Regions from separate parts of the Ovis aries genome. Here region 2 is linked to region 1. A link is a contact called in public Hi-C data. All regions are on one chromosome and are shown on one strand. Each heading gives the region's core, a stretch centred on a gene start, on an enhancer-like site or on the middle of the called end of the contact. The rest is flanking DNA. Distances are from core to core; before and after follow the strand shown. Region 1 holds the start of JAK1 (Janus kinase 1). Region 2 holds the start of LEPROT (leptin receptor overlapping transcript).

What was found. A called contact is a pair of places that touch in the nucleus more often than the background predicts.
Region 2: a contact with region 1 is called in a Hi-C map of tail adipose tissue, with 1.8 times the contacts expected there. The contact joins the promoter of LEPROT here to the promoter of JAK1 in region 1. A contact is called at or near these places in 2 of 16 Hi-C or Micro-C datasets (omental adipose tissue and tail adipose tissue).

Annotation. Positions count from the first base shown.
Region 1 is chr1:40,649,246-40,657,136 of ARS-UI_Ramb_v3.0, forward strand. It overlaps JAK1 (Janus kinase 1), which reads right to left and starts at 5,221. Exons shown (of 26, transcript XM_060410592.1): 1 at 5,130-5,221.
Region 2 is chr1:41,054,216-41,062,106 of ARS-UI_Ramb_v3.0, forward strand. LEPROT (leptin receptor overlapping transcript) reads left to right here and starts at 4,403. Exons shown (of 3, transcript XM_060410658.1): 1 at 4,403-4,442. The coding sequence starts at 4,427. DNAJC6 (DnaJ heat shock protein family (Hsp40) member C6) reads left to right here. Exons shown (of 19, transcript XM_060410657.1): 19 at 1-724.

The sequences.
Region 1 (7,891 bases), core at 3,971-6,470:
CAGTAAGAGGGAGAAAGGAAGAGTAAAATGCTTTCCCCCAAAGATCAACCTGGTTTTAAACTCAGTTCTTCTATGATGAAAAATGATACAACTGAGAACAATTTCTTCATGATGCATGCACCATTATTATCTAGAAAGTACTACTGGCAAACTGGTATACTAAAAATGTGGTTTTAGACCTTGTGGAACACAAAAAATATGTCATGTCTCACATCAACAGAATGAAAATGAAAACACAATGATTTTGAACTTTTAAGTATCTGATTATATATACCATGAAATAAGCTGCTGGCATGCCAAATATTTGACAATACTGAAAAACTAAAATAGTTCAAATAGTTACTTAATTTAAATCCACCCATCTTTTACTGAAGTGTGATTGTCTTCCTTCCCCAACTTGAAAACTACCATCCAACTTGGTGACATTACAAAATGTGCAAATTTGACCCAACTGTCAAGATGTAAAAATGTACTGTTAACAGAAGATGCCACATGTCAACTACTGCTTTGTCTGGAGGACAGAGAACGTGTATTTGTGTTTCATGGCAAAGCTTTGCTGTTAAGAGTGTTTAAAAACTAACTGGTGTCAAGATTAGTAGGAAACCTGGATTGAGGAGGCTACATATTTTTTTTTTTTCCTTTCTTTAGGAGAAATAAATCAGCTAAAACGTCAAGGAAAAGCCAAGGACAACTGTCTGGTGCCAAGTCAGCCCCAATTCTCACAGAGAAGCATTAACTGGGACTAATTACAGAGGGGGTGACATTGTTTTACCCATTCCAAGCACTGGACTCCAAACAGTCACGCTCCATAACCTCAGCAGGTCACATAGAAAAAAGCTAACACAGAAGGTCTATATTCGGTAATGTTGAGACAGAAAGAGGAATGAAATGATGGGGATTTCAGCCCCCAAAGCTCCAGGAGACTAAGAATCTATAAGCAGCTGGACCATCCTGCTTAATGTTTGATAGAATATACTATTCTAGTCTATGGGACTTTCTCCTTTACACATGTATTCAGCACACACACTTGTAGTCCAGCTGTCAACTTAATTCACTTTTGGACTTTGCTTGAGATTCAATTTTTGCCCCAGATTTTGGATTTCACAGTCTGCACACAAGTCAGCTTTACTTCATTTCACCTTTGTTACCATATTCTTTTAGAATAACCAGTTAGAAATATACCAGCTAACTTCAACTTGATCCACCCCTAGCTAACCATCTCTAAAAACTCTGGTCATCTTCTATTAATCTGGATTTCCTCAGCACTGCATATAGCAATGCTGGGTCTTACTTCTCAAATTCCCGTAACTGACAGCTGAAGGGGGGCCATACCAAAGGCATGCACTGACCTCCACTTCTAGAGCCTTGGGCTGGTGCAAAAACACAAGCACCGTCCTCTCTTCTTCAGAGTCCACCACTCAGGGCTCCTATTCCTACATCTGGAAAAGGAACACATTTCTACTCGTAACACATGGAAAAGGAACATGTTTCTGCTTGTAACACAGGGGTACTGCACTCACCATGACGTGCTGGATCTTAAACTGTGATTTACTGTGGTTCTGTTTACATTTGATTTCCTCAAGTCTACAGTCTTGTTCCTGAAGTCAGAGACTGTTCTCTTTATGTCCCTTCACAAAATTAATCACAGTCCTTCCCACAAAGTGCAAGCTCAACAAATACTTGACTGATTCACGGACAAACTTCTTCATTTCTCAGGGATTCTCTAAATAGGTTATCAACAAAAGTATATACTGAATTCCTCGGTCTATATGTCAACAGGCAAGGTACTTGATAGTTTGTCATCTGTAAAATGAGGGGATAGTACTAAACGCCCAAGTCCCTTCCAGTGTCTTTACTGAACCTCAATAGATAAAACCAAACTCCAAAGATATCAACATTCCATTAAGGTCAACACTATACTTTTTTTGAGAAAAGGGATCAGCAACTTTGTGAGCTTGATTCCCACCAGTGGAGCTATGATGTGCGGGCAGAAAGTGAAAGCAGAGAAAGAGAAAATTTTTAAAAAGTGCATGGTATCACTAAGATGTCACCAGGTGTCACAACTGTAGCACCAAGTGCCACACACTCTTCCCTGGTATAGTTTCGTATTCCCAGAAACCTTTTACAAAAACAGGTCTGGCCAGATATGTGGGTCTCTAAATTTTCTCACGATACCCCTAACTAGCCCTTCCAATACCCTGGACATTTTTACCGACCTTCCTGAGGGAGGCATGCCTCCTGCAGAGAAATCTGCAGGGCTGTCACTATTATACTGTACTTGTACTGTATAATACTTTCTTGTACTGTAATAGTAACTCTTGGGGGTCCCCAAATCCACATGGAAAATAGCAGGGCAAAGTAAATGGTTGACAAACATGAAATAACTGTATTTCCTGCAGTCACCTCTTTGGAAATTAAACCTAAGAAAAAAAGGAGTGATATCATGGACCAGTGCTGTCCCAGATAAGCAAAAAGCAAGTCATGTTTGCAATCTTAGATACTCCAGTAGTCACATTTAAAAAATAAAATAAAAAAAATATAAACTGGTTAAATGACATTAACAACATATTCTCTTAACACAACACACCCAAAGTATTTTCATTGGAACATGTAATCGATATAAACATTATTAATGAGACATTTTACTTTTTTGTACTAAGTCTTTGAAATCCAGGGCATATCTGCACTTAACACATCTCAATTCAAACACTAAAATTTCATCAGAAATAATCTGTAGATTTCATAAAAGTCACAGCTTAAAAAGTAGACACATACACCCAACTTCCAAACATAATGAACTTTTCCAAAACACTGAACACCAATTTTTAATTTAAAAATCAGTTCCTTATCACCCTACCAGATTCCAGGTGCTTGACAGCCACACGTAGCTAGCGGCTACTGCACTGACAGAGGTATAGAAGATCCTGTCACCTGGATTTTTAAAAATCAGAACCCTTCACCCAGAAAGTCACTCTACAGCACTCACTGGTTACTCAAATGATGTCAGGTATTTTCTGCCCTCCTAATCTTTAAGTTGTTAATACATCAGTGATGATCACTTATTAAGAAGCCCTTTCTAAAGAATGAACAACTCTTTCAGCTCTGAGAATTCAGAAAATAAAATAAAATAAAAACGGAAACATCATGATTCAAAGATACCAAGTTAACTTTCAAGGTAAAGGTGGAAAATCCTGCCATCATTATTTCTTTGTCCAGGATATTAGTCACCCTGTAAAAGTTACAGGCCTTGTTTATAGTAAGCCTCTCAACTTCCATACTCACCACAGCTGTCACTGCATCCTCAGACTCCTTGCCTTCAAGTGTTCCCTCCTACCCGCCACCAACCTCCTCTCTCTCCAGCAAACTCCCTGAAACACATTCTAGGAGCCCCTCTTTAATTCATTCCAAAAAGTACTTGTTACTGTTGACATACTGAAACACATGAATAATTCAATAAACGAATCTCAAAACTATTCAATTAATCATTCATCGGCTTAGGTACTCAACTTATCTTGGGAAAAGCTTTTCTGAATACACATGGAAAGTATTGCCAGACCCTTCCCCAAAGGAACCAATTACAAACACCGCAGCTTTCTCTCCGCGTGTCAAAGTTCAGTGTTTCTCCTGCAGCTGACTTAAAAGTTGATCTTCTAAAAGGAGCTGGATTCCTAAGGTAGTTCTATTTTGAGCCTTCTTCCTGTTCTGAAGCTAAAGTTGGAAGGGCTTAGGTGGTGATGTCATGGAAGGGAGACTGCTGGCTTTCATTGAAGGGTCTCCTCCAGCAACTCTGGGGGATGCTCATAAAGGGGACCTAAGGGAGAATGTGCACCTCTCATCGCTTTCTCCCTCTCCTTTCTGAATCCCAGCTATTCATTAGCCAGCAAGAAAACAAGTTCAAATAAGCGTGCAAACATATTTACATATTTTAATTGTTAAGCATCTCAAAAGTGGAAAGACTGAGAATGAAAATGTCTCACACTAGGGAACAGGGGTGACATCTCTTTCCACACCTCCATCCCCACCTAAATATCATAGGACTACAGGCAAAAATGGGGAGCAGCTGATAAGAAGAATAAATAGATTATAAATGCAGGAGGGTTGAAGAGGAAACTGCTGTTGGGGATACTCAGGACAGAAAGAAGACCCCTGGGTCCCTTCTCTTCCACTGTTTCCTCCTCCCTTTTGGAATGGTTAGATTTAGGGCAGGGTGTGCCTTCTGCTTGGGAGGCGTATTTGGCTTCGGAGAACCAAGAGGGGCCAGGGTGGGGCCCAGAGAAAGAGAGCCAGAAACTGGTTACTCAGGCCAGATTCTGGACTAAGCTCTTAGCGAAAGAATAGAGGGGGCAGATTCCATCTTAAGACCCACTGGGGAACGAAGAACGCACACTAAGCCCAAGGAGATCACTTCTTTCTGTCTAAATCCAGCAGTTAGTTGCTGGTTGTGAGCTGCAGGTCCAGAGGCAAGAAAAAATCCCGATACATCTGTAGACAACTTGCAGGGGTGGGTCGGGGGACGCAGGTGGCCACGCAATCGGCAGGTGAAAGCCTGGGATTCTGGGACGGGAGGGCTGGTTAACAGCTTTGGGAAAGCTGGTCGGTTTTTCAGCCCACCTCTCCTCCAAAGCGAGGAATAAGCACAGGTGTGGTCCTTCTCCAAGAAGGTGGTAGCTGGCCTGCGGGTAGCTGAGTGAGGGAAAAGATTCCTCGGAAGGGGTAAGGCAGGGGTTACGCCCATGGGGTCAGCTACGGCGGGGAGCAGGCGATCTTCGCCAAGTCCCCTCCCCCTTCTTGAAAAGCGACCGAGACCGGCATAAATTTCAGCCACGCACCCCTCCTTCCCCAATAATGCTTCTAATAAAAGGAACAGCCTCTCATGCCTACACACACACACACACACACAAACCAACTGCAAGCTCTGGTTGATGGAAATAAACAGGTGAGCCCCAAGAGGAAGCGGGAAAAGATCGGGGATGCGAGCACGAACGTGCGGAGAAATCAAGGCTTCCCCGCCCTCCCTGCACAACCCTCCCCTCTCGCCCCGGAGAATCTGCGTGGCAGGTTGTAAGCTAAAAATGCCACTCAGACAGACCCCCCTCATCTCCCCGCCCCGCGCCCATTCTCCCTCCTACCCCAGGGTCCGGCGTCCCGGCCTCGTGGTAGCGACCGGTGCCCGCGCCGCGCGGGGCTCACCCTCGCCCCGGACCGCCGCCGCGGGGACTCCGGTCTTCCTCTCTCCTCCCTCCCTCCTCCTCCTCCTCCGCCTCCTCCTCGCAGACTCCTCCCGCCGGATCCTTCATGTAAACAACATCCAGGCTCTATTTACAGTCGCCGCCGGACGGCAAGGGACCCACGCCAGCTGCCTGGAAGCAGGCGGGGGTGGGGGAAAAGCGAGTGCGCAACATTTACACACACCCGCCCCGCCCCTCCGCGCCACTGCCCCGCCAGGGGGCCGGAGCGGGACACCGGGGGTCTCCCCGCGCCCCTGTTCAACCTGCGCCTCTCCTGACACCCCAGCGAGGGCCAGAGGTAAACCGCGGAAATACCGATGGGCGAGGTCGCTCCCCCCCCACCCCGCCGCCCCGCAGGGGAAGAAAAAAAACCAAAAACATCCCAACCACAACAAAACCAGCCCAGCAACACCCTCCAAGTCCGTGCGGGGTCCCAGCCCGCCCCGAGCCTCCGCCCCGGCGCCCCGCCGCCTACCCCGAGGTGGCGAGCTGCGTGCAGTCCCCCGCGGAGGCTGCAGGGCGGGCGCCGGGCAGCGGCGCGCCCTCAGCCCCAGCCGCCGCCGCCCGGCCCGCCCCCCGCGCGGCCGCCGAGCCGGCCGAGCCCCGCGGCGGCGTGTGCGTGTGAGGGTGCGCGCGTCGCGGCGGGCCTCGCCAGAACCGCTCTCCTCGCCCCGCGGCTTCCCGTGCTCTCGGGCGGGCGGGCTCGGGCGCCGCGAGACCCGGCCAGGAGCGGCCCGGCCAGCGCTCCACCGCGCCGCAGGGGCGCGCACACGGACGTAGACTCTCGGCGCACCGAGCCCCGCGCGGCCGCACGTCTCCCGCCGGCGCCCGGCTCCGCGCGCGCCCCGCCGCCCCCGCGCCGGGCACGCCGCCCCCACACCCACCTGCGCCCCCGGGGGGGTCCTGGACCCCCCTTTCCTTTGTTCTTCCCGCTATTTGCATGAGGATTATCTAATGACGCAGCAAGGATACAACGTGCTCGCCACAACGTGACCGTCGCCATTTTTCTGTTTTTATTCTATCTCTGCCATGTGATAGATGAGGGGGGGTGGGGGTTGGAAAAGAGAGAGAGAGACTGGATTAAAAAAAAAAAAAAAAAAACTTCCGGGTCTCTTGACCGGGAAGGGAGAAAAACAAAAGGGAGACGAGACACAACTCCACGGGAAGGATGTGTGTGTGTTTGCGTGTGCACGCGTTTGAGCGCCCTTCTGCTCGGAGAAGGGAGGCTCCCGGGGCGGGCCCGGAGCATCCTCCCACCTAGGGAACCCTCTGACACCGGTTGGTCCAGATCGACCCCTCTAGCCGTGGCGGTTGCGGGTTGCGAGTTGCGGTCCCACACCCGCAGCCGACGCTCTGCGAAGCTGTCAGCTTAGTCCATTCTGGCCGCCTCCACTTGCTGGTCCACCCCAGAGCTCGCGCTCTCGCTCCTAGGCGGGTGTACCTTTCTGGGTTACATGCAAAGAAGTCTCACTAACATGAAGGAAGAAACGATCAAATTCAAAGACTACCGTATTTCCCAAGTTTTAAAATAGTTTGCTTCCCTGCTGTTGTGCATAACAACCGCGTGGCAACACTAGGCAGAATCTAATATCAGTTCGAATCTTTCCTTCCTCTCTTTCTTTACCCTCTTTTCTCTCTCATCCCGAAGCGGAACACACCCTTGTGTGGTGTTCCGAGGGATTTGTCAGGAGGGGACCGACCTTTCCTCGTGGATTGACTCATTTAGAAAGATCTTAATAAATGGTTGTTCGAGGTCAGGGAGCATTGTTTAAGAAGACGGTTGCATGGAGCAAGGTGGATTCGCGTTACACTCATGTCATTCACATTCAGAGGGCGTGATAGTTCATTCTCTCCCAAGTCTCGTGTTCACGGGCTGCTGAAAAAAAGTATTTTGGAACTCTGCCACATTTTTCAGTGAGCTATAGAATTTTGTGCTTTTGTTTACTATTGTATTTCCTTTGGGCACTTTCACTTTTGTTTCTCTGGAGTTTCCTTTCTGGTTTCTTGTACTATTCGCAATTCAGAGCAGAAATGGACTAGAGCGAACAGGGTTCCTCACTTCTCAGGCAAAGACACTGAGGCTCTGGGTAGTGACGGGAGTTGCTCCAGGTCACACATTTAATTTGAATAATTGAGCCCTACTCACCTGATGTATCTGTTAGAGGGGTGGCGATGGAGAGTGGGGGAGGGGGGAGTTAACGACGTAGAGCAGCAGTTCTGCTTTGTGAAATTCGTATCCTAGATATTAAAGATGGAGAACACTTACCAGATCATTCATGTCTTAGGACTGCTGTGAACTGATTGCTTCTTCAAAACCCGTTTTCTTGTGCCTTGACTCCTGTTTATCTGTTCATTGAGGTTCTGCTTCACCTTTACATGGAGAGTTTGCTATCTCGCTGAACAACCCTACATGATTGCTATGAATTCACTTTGTTAGAATCACAGAGATGACCACTCCTTTGGGCACTCACTGTGTCCTTTTTATATTTATTTCATGATTCCTTTAACATTTACTGTACAGGACAGCTGATGTACTTCTCTGACCAAGAGGGTCAGGACCATGCTCCTATTATATCTCCCATGTTTAGCACCCTGTCTGGCAATGATTGAGCATATAAAGGTCTGAAGAGGATTTTTTCCATAAATACATCCTGACCATTTCT
Region 2 (7,891 bases), core at 3,153-5,652, 400 kb after region 1:
CTCTTCTTTCTTTCTCTCTTTCTTCCTTTCTTTCCTTCATTCTTTTTTTGTTGTTGTTATAAAGGTTCATTATTTATTTTACCTTTTGCTGACAATGTGAAACTCGCCTCAAATATTCTCTTTTTAAATATACAGCTGTAAACTGTTCAAAGTAACCATAAAAAACTAGGTGTTATTTATTAACATATTATAAAATAATGTTTGCAGTATGTGCTTGTCTTATTTAAAATTGGAATGTGAGACATGTTGCTGTGACTTTTTTTCTCATTCACATCTGTAGATATTGTGTGAACTACAGTATATAATAATAATTAAAAGGATACTATGTGAATGTCACGTACATTTTGAAATGATAGAACTATATTAGCTTGGTATCATGTTGGATAATTCATCCATGTTCACAGTTTAAAACATCATTAAACATTATGTAATTAGCACTGAGAAAGAATCTTATCTAACTTAAATTTGGGATGCTCCCTATCTCTTTCCCAGATACATTATAATTCTGGACCCCTATTTATCTCAAAACACTTAACATATGCAGACCAACAGGTTTTCGCATTCCTTTTAAATATCTGGTTGTGACAAAGCTCGTTGTTGATCGGATTCACTGTTTCATTCATATTTATTGTAATATATATTTTTTGTTTTGTAAATATGTTACAGTCAACAAAATGTGATTGGTCTAAAATATTTGTAATGTATATTAAAAGGCTCAAAAATATTTGTAGAAACATAAGTTATTTTTTTCACTCATAGGAATGCAACAACAAGCTTGAATTATACCTTCTGACATGATTCACTTTTAAGAAAAGTTATGGGGAAAGAATATGCTGCTGCTGCTGCACATGTAATACATTTGTACAAAACATAATCTGATAGAATTTATCGATTTATACTTTAGCCACCCCCCTTACTACCCTTGCCTCCATATACAGACACACTTTTGATCATGCTGCATGAATGCTGTGTTCCTAAAAGAATCAGCACAGAAATCCTGGCTTTAGCTAGGATATTAATGCATTTTTCTGCTGAGGCAAAGGGTTGGATCCTGGGAGTCTGAGACTTTGTTGCAGAAAACAGATCATTTATCTCTTTAAAAAGAGAAGCAGCATGTTTACTTGGAAACAAATGTTGCAAATCAAAAGTATTTGAATTACCATTGCTGTGTCCTTGTCTGAAAGAATCTTCAAGTTGGCCCCTAGGTGGTGCTAGTGGTAAATAACTCTCCTGCCAATGAATGAAATGTAAGAGAGGTGGGTTCCATCCCTGGGTGGAGAAGACCCCCTGGAGTAGGAAATGGCAAACCACTCCAGTATTCTTGCCACGGAAAATCCCGTGGACAGAGGAGCCTGGTGGACTATAGTCCATGGGGTTACAGAGTCAGACACAACTGAAGCCACTTAGCCCGCTACTGATGAAACACTGCGTAAGGAATGAACATGCAAGTTGAATTCCAGAGCCAGTTATCACAGCAACAGGACAGTTTCCCTGCTGACAGCATCTACTGGGGAATTTAGGAGTGGGGAACAATTCAAGCGCTGATTTTCTGACTTCAGATTTAAACTGTTTAAGGTTTGAGCTCAGCTTTCCTACTCAGTAGGTACCATCTGAGCCTCAGTTTTCTCATCTGTAAAGTGAAGATAATAAAACCTAGTTCATAGTGTGAGAATTGAATGCAAGGAGAGAATATAAAAAATTTATCCTAAGAGGTCCTGTTTAGTCCTAGCCAGTTTTTGACAGTGGACATGGATCTTATATTTCCAAGTAACACACTGACAGCAAGTTGGGAAAGGGTTCAGCTTCTAAGGTTTTTACTTTCTGTTTTTGATTGAAAGTCTTCTTTATTCTTGACGAAATACAGAATGGGATAGTAGAACAGTTTTTCAGTGAACCTCTGGTAAGAGGAAAGCAGATTTTCTCAGAAGATGGTTAAAGCCTCTGGTAAGATGGCTAAGTTCCTCTTTAAAGTGTTTCATAAACTGGGAAGAACAGCTGGTGTGGGCAGGAAAGTTACTGGAGACAAATACTGTCTCTGCATTTTTCTGATTCTAGACATCACCCTGGGGCAAACTCCTCATCTTTTTGCCTCTCACCATCTTCCAGTTTCTTACTGCTAAGCCCAAGGCATTCAAACCAAGCTTTGCCTCTGAAGTGTCACTTTTCTCCAAATCATTTCTCTCCCGTGGGACTGGCCTTAGGGCGACAGGGGAGGCTGCAGCAAGCCCTTACTTATGGTTTTCTACACACCTGGCGCTGTGTGCAGTCTCTCAGTCATGTCCAACTCTGCAGCCCCATGGACTACATAGCCTGCCACATTCCTCTATCTATGGCATTCTCCAGGCAAGAATATAGAAGTGGGTTGCCATTTCCACCCCCAGGAGATCTTCCCAACTCAGGGATCGAACCCAGGTCTCCTGGATTGCAGGTGGACTTTTATCGTCTACCAGGGAAATCACACACCCCTGGTAGGTGGTTGGGAATCGAAGGGAAAATGTGAGATTTGACCCCATAGAAAATCCTCATCAGTTAAGGAGAATTTTCCTCATGAGTGCAGCTTTGCACTTCGGTAAGGGAGCTAGAAAGGGGGCTTCCCTGGTAGCTCAGTGGTAAAGAATCTGTCTGCAATGCAGGAGACGTGTATGCGATCCCTGGGTTGAGAAGATCCCCCAGAGAAGGAAATGCCAACCCACTGTAGTATTCTTGCCTGAGAAATACCATGGACAGAGGAGCCTGGCTACAGTTCCATGGGGTCTCAAGAGCCAGACACGACTTAATGGCTGAACCACCATCACCACCAAGCGAGCTAAAAACCCAGGCTGCCAGAGTTTGGGTGGTGGGCAGTTTTCCCTGCCACCCAATATAGGGAACTCAGCATAGGGAAAGAGAAGTTCTCAGTGATCTTGGATAGATCACAGGCTACAAAGTAAATAATGCAGTGTTAACTCTGGATCTGCAAATTGTGCAGTGAGCTAGGGACTAGCAACAAAGTTTTTAATAAGTGTACCTTCTATCTAGGAGGAGAAATGGGAGGAGCTAGAAACATAAACTCACAAGTAAATAAACGTCTTGAGACGATAATATGCTCAATGTACAATTTAAAAAAGGAAACCAAGCAGGGGTCCTGAAAGGTGGTGGTAGTGAGAATTTGTATTTCTATAGTCAGGGAAACCCAGATTTCCCAGAACTCCTTTAGCTTTCAGTGCTGTTGAAAAATTTTAAAAAGTGAAAGAAAAGGAGCTTCATCATAAGGTATGGGGATTCTCAGCTAGAAAGCCGGATAAGTGACCCATAGTCCAATCTTCTCCAAAGAATTGTGTTAGCAGGGAAGTCCTAGCCTTTCTGGGCCTCTTTCTGTAGAGATAAAATGAAGCCTTTGGACCAGATGGTTTTTAATATCTCTTCCAGATTGTACCCACAAAGCCAAAACTCTCTGTCCTGTGAGCAGAGTACGAAGTGGTCCTGTGAAGTCTAAACTGGCCTTGCTTACCTGCAGACCTTGAGGCCCAGGATATAGAAATAATAGCTGTTTATTTAAATATTCATGAAAGCCTCAAGCACAAAATAGCTTGTTTTTTGTTTCTATAGATACACCTGAGCGTAAAGGAGAAAACGCTAGTGCCCGAAAAGTGCTCAAGTTGGTATTAAGCAAGGCCAGGCCAGGCATACAACAGGATCCTTGGGGCCTCTTCTCTGGTGTCCCCATCCCTTCCTCCGCCACAGCTACGTGAACGCAGACAGGCACACAAACGCAGTCTAGGCCTTAGAGAAAGTAATGCCAGAGAAAGCGGGTATCCCTGCTCTACCGACTATTATTTTCCCCCTCCACTCTCTATTTTCGCCATCCTCACGCAGAAATTCCTTGCAGCCAGGAATCGCGGTTCCCGCCCTTCCGTGCTATGGTGGACGCGTCCCTAGTGGGCTGTGGGGGAGCTCTGGGCCCGCGGACCCAGCGATTCGGCGGAGCCGGGATTCCGGCCCACCGATGGAAAGGAGGAGCGTGGGGCAATTTCGGGGTTTATGCAGAAGCTCGGGACCTAAGGGAGCATCGTCACCGCTATCCTGAGAAAGCGGGTTTGCGGTGCACTCCCATCAGCGTGACGGGTGGGTAGGAACTGGGACCTCCTTGGGTGAGCGGGAGGAGATGCGGTCTGGTCTTGGGAGGGTTCTGAGTGGCGGGGACAGGGGCGGGGCTCTGAGTGCGGAGGGCAGAGACGGGCAGGGGCGTGGCTCTGCGCGGCGGGGGCGGGGCCTGGCAGGGGCGGGGCCCTGAGTGGCTAGGCCCGGGGAGATTGGAACCGTCAGGGGCGGGGTTCTGCGAGGCGGGGCGGGCTCGCGAGCCTAGGTACGGCCCTGGGCCGGGCCTCGGGCGGGGCTGGGGCCGTGGCAGGAAGCCGGAAGCAGCCGCGGCCCCAGCTCGGGAGACATGGCTGGCGTTAAAGGTACATCCTAGGTTCCTAGCTCGCTAGTCCTGCGGTGGGGTCGCCGCCTTGGCTCTGGGCTATTCCTGGAGCTGCGCCTTCAGCGCGTGGGCTGGAAACGGCTTCCCCAGATGTGCCATCGTTCCTTCCTTTCCCGGTGGGAAGGAGTTCGCCTGCTCTCTTCGCTCCTTGGGGTGCGGGTGGAGGCGTGTTTTGGGGAACCTCAACCTTTTTCTGCAAAGCTATTAGTCTTCACTCTTTCACCCAGCGTGTCCGGGTCGCTGCAGGCGAAGCCCTCTCCGGGAGCATTCCTTCCCTGGGAATCACCGGCTAGCCCGGGTTGGGCATCACCTCCCGGATTGCTTCCCAGTTCCTTGGGAAGCGGTTCCCACCCCCTCCTCTGCCTAGTTTTAAACTGGGCTTTCACTTCCGGTCATATTCACCCTAACGCCTCTCCCCGCTTTTCCTGCCACTTTGCCGAGTTTCCCACTTTTTCCAGACGAGCCATTGTCTCCAGTGTTCTCGGCATTAGAACATTTACATCTGTCGTGTCGTGTAAATTAATTTTTACAATTGGGCTGAGTTGGCTGCAGGCGGGTGTCAGCGAAGAGCACCCTGAAATGCTGTATTTGTCTTAATTGTAGAGAGTAGATTAGGTGGGATTTTCTCATTACTTTCATCAGTGTTTATTCATTTATGGACAGACAGGAAGGTGGTATAGTACTTTAAAAAAATACAGTTTATTTACAATATCGTGTTAATTTCAGGTGTACAGCCCAACTCTTCAGATACACACACACGTATATACTTCAGATTCTCTTCCCTTATATACGAAATACTGAGTATAGTTCCCTATGCTATACAGTAGGTCTCTGTGCAGTGGGTCTTCCCTGGTGGCTCAGACGGTAAACTGTCTGCTGCAGTGTGTGAGACCTGGGTTCGTTCCCTGGGTCGGGAAGATCCTCTGGAGAAGGAAATGGCAACCCACTGCAGTACTCTTGTCTGGAAAATTCTTGGACCGAGAAGCCTGGTAGGCTTCAGTCCATGGGATCGCAAAGAGTCGGACACGACTGAGTAACTTCACTTTGTGCAGTGAGTGTTTTTGCATGGGACAGTTGATTTTTAAAAGGGGAGTACCAAGAACACCAGTTCCCGCATCTGTGCTCCTTCAGAGTGAAGGGGAATGCCAGCAGTGGGAGAGGTTATTGGAAGGCTTCCTGTTGGTTTGGTAGGACCCACCCCATTAGATGTCTAATCTTTTGAATAGAGTAGGATAACTTGTTTCCATGTTGGAGCTCCTATCCTTGAAATTTGTACACAAAGATCTTCCCTCTCTAGTTAATCAACATATGCTGTAAACATGCATACGGTTATATTTGAACACATGTATGTGTTTGCTATGAAATTTATCTGAGTGTGTAAACTGTTAGCAGACATATTTTAAAATTATTTCTGGCGGACTTTTATGATTGGCATTAATTTAGTAAACATGATTTACTTGGACAGTGTACATTTTGTAATATTCCATTTGAAGCCAGTGCAGAAAACCAATAAGAAGTAGCACCACTACGCTTTGTTTAGTCGTGTCCGGAAACTATCAAATAATAATGTTTATGTGTGAATGTGTTAGAAATTGCATTGTAGTGAAAAAAAAAAAGATCGATTATGAAATGGAAGAGGACTAAGGAAGCTTTTTGCAGATAATTTAACTTTTGAAGAAGGACTGCTGTTAGATGAGCAGTTGTGTGACACAGCTGGAAATAATTGTGTTACTGTTTAAATGTCTAAGGTGTGCTCAGATACAGTGTGAGGACCAAGATGGTATTGCAGGCTGACTCTATCCCCCAAATAAATACATTCAAGTTCCAGCTCCCCAGTGTCTGTGAATTTGACCTTATTTGGAAATATGGTCTTTGCAGATATAATGAAGTTAGGATGGTATCGGATTAGTTGTACTCTAACCCAATGACTAGTGTCCTTGTACGAAAAGGGAAATTTAGGCATGGATAAATATAGGGAGAACATCATAGGAGGACAGGCAGAGCTTGGAATGATGCAGCTGTGAGCTGGAGAGGATCAGAGATGGCAGGCGACTGCCAGTAGTTAAAAAGAGGCAAGGAAGGAGTCTTCCCTTAGAGTCTTCTGCTAAGTCACTTCAGTCATGTCTGACTCTGTGTGACCCCATAGACGGCAGCCCATCAGGCTCCCCCGTCCCTGGGATTCTCCAGGCAAGAACGCTGGAGTGGGTTGCCATTTCCTTCTCCAATGCATGAAAGTGAAAAGTGAAAGTGAAGTCGCTCAGTCGTGTCTGACTCTTTGCGAGCCCATGGACCACAGCCTACCCAGGCTCCTCTGTCCATGGGATCTTCCAGGCAAGAGTACTGGAGTGGGGTGCTGTGGGAGCAAATGTCCTTTCTAGATACGAGATAGTAAATTTCTGTTCTTCTAAGCCACCCAGTTTGTGATGCATTTTTAATAGCAGGCCTAGGAAACTAATGCAGATGGCATTACCAAACCCTGTGCCAGGGAATAGGACCAGTCTCCCAAAAGAGGCATTCCTTGCTCTGAATCTAAAAGGATCAAGAAGACTTCACCTGGCAAAGGACTGGGGTGAGGGCAGAGTTTATTCTAGTGGAGAGAACATGTGACACGAGGCAGAGGTGCGCCTCCAGCGCTAGAACAGCTCATAGGCTGTGAAAGCAACTGTGAAGGTGATACCAGCTTTGTGTATTCGAGAGGTCACTGTCTGCTATATGGAGGATAGATTGGAAGAGTCATGAGGTGAAGGCAGGCCTCAGATGCTAAGGGTCTGAACATGGATGATAAGTAGCGGAGGGCACAAGGGAAGAGGTGGTTGTCTTAATCCTTGAAGGCTGCTAGGACAAAAATACCATAAGCTGGGTGGCTTAAATAACATTTATTTCTTAGTTTGAGAGGCTGGATCTGCACAATCAAGGTGCCAGCAGATTTATTGTCTGGTGAAGGCTTGCTTCCTAGTTCCTGGACAGATATCTTTTTGCTGTATCCCCACACAACAGAAGGGGTTAGGAAGCTCTGTGGAGTCCCTTTATAAGGGTCCTAATCCTGTCATGATCTAATCACCTCCTACCACCATTTCACTGGATGTTAATATTTAATATGAATTTGGGGAGTGGGGACATAATCAGTTAATCTTTTTCAGTGGGTTTGAGTGAGGTCTGGGAGATTGAATCACCCTGACTTACTGATTTTCTAGAAAATGGAGTGTAGGCCTGGTGTTAGTCTTTCAAGATAGAACCTTGGAAAGGAAGAAGTGTGTGTTTGGGAGGAGAAGGGGAGATGTTTCCGTTTTACACATGTTGAAGTTGAATTGTATGTTGACTACCCAGAGAAGTCCAGATTGGAGTTGGAGGTGCAGGCTGAGTTCTTAGGAGTTACTTCAAACTGTTAGATGTAGCTGGGTCCTTGTGGTACCAGGGAGCTTTGTGTTG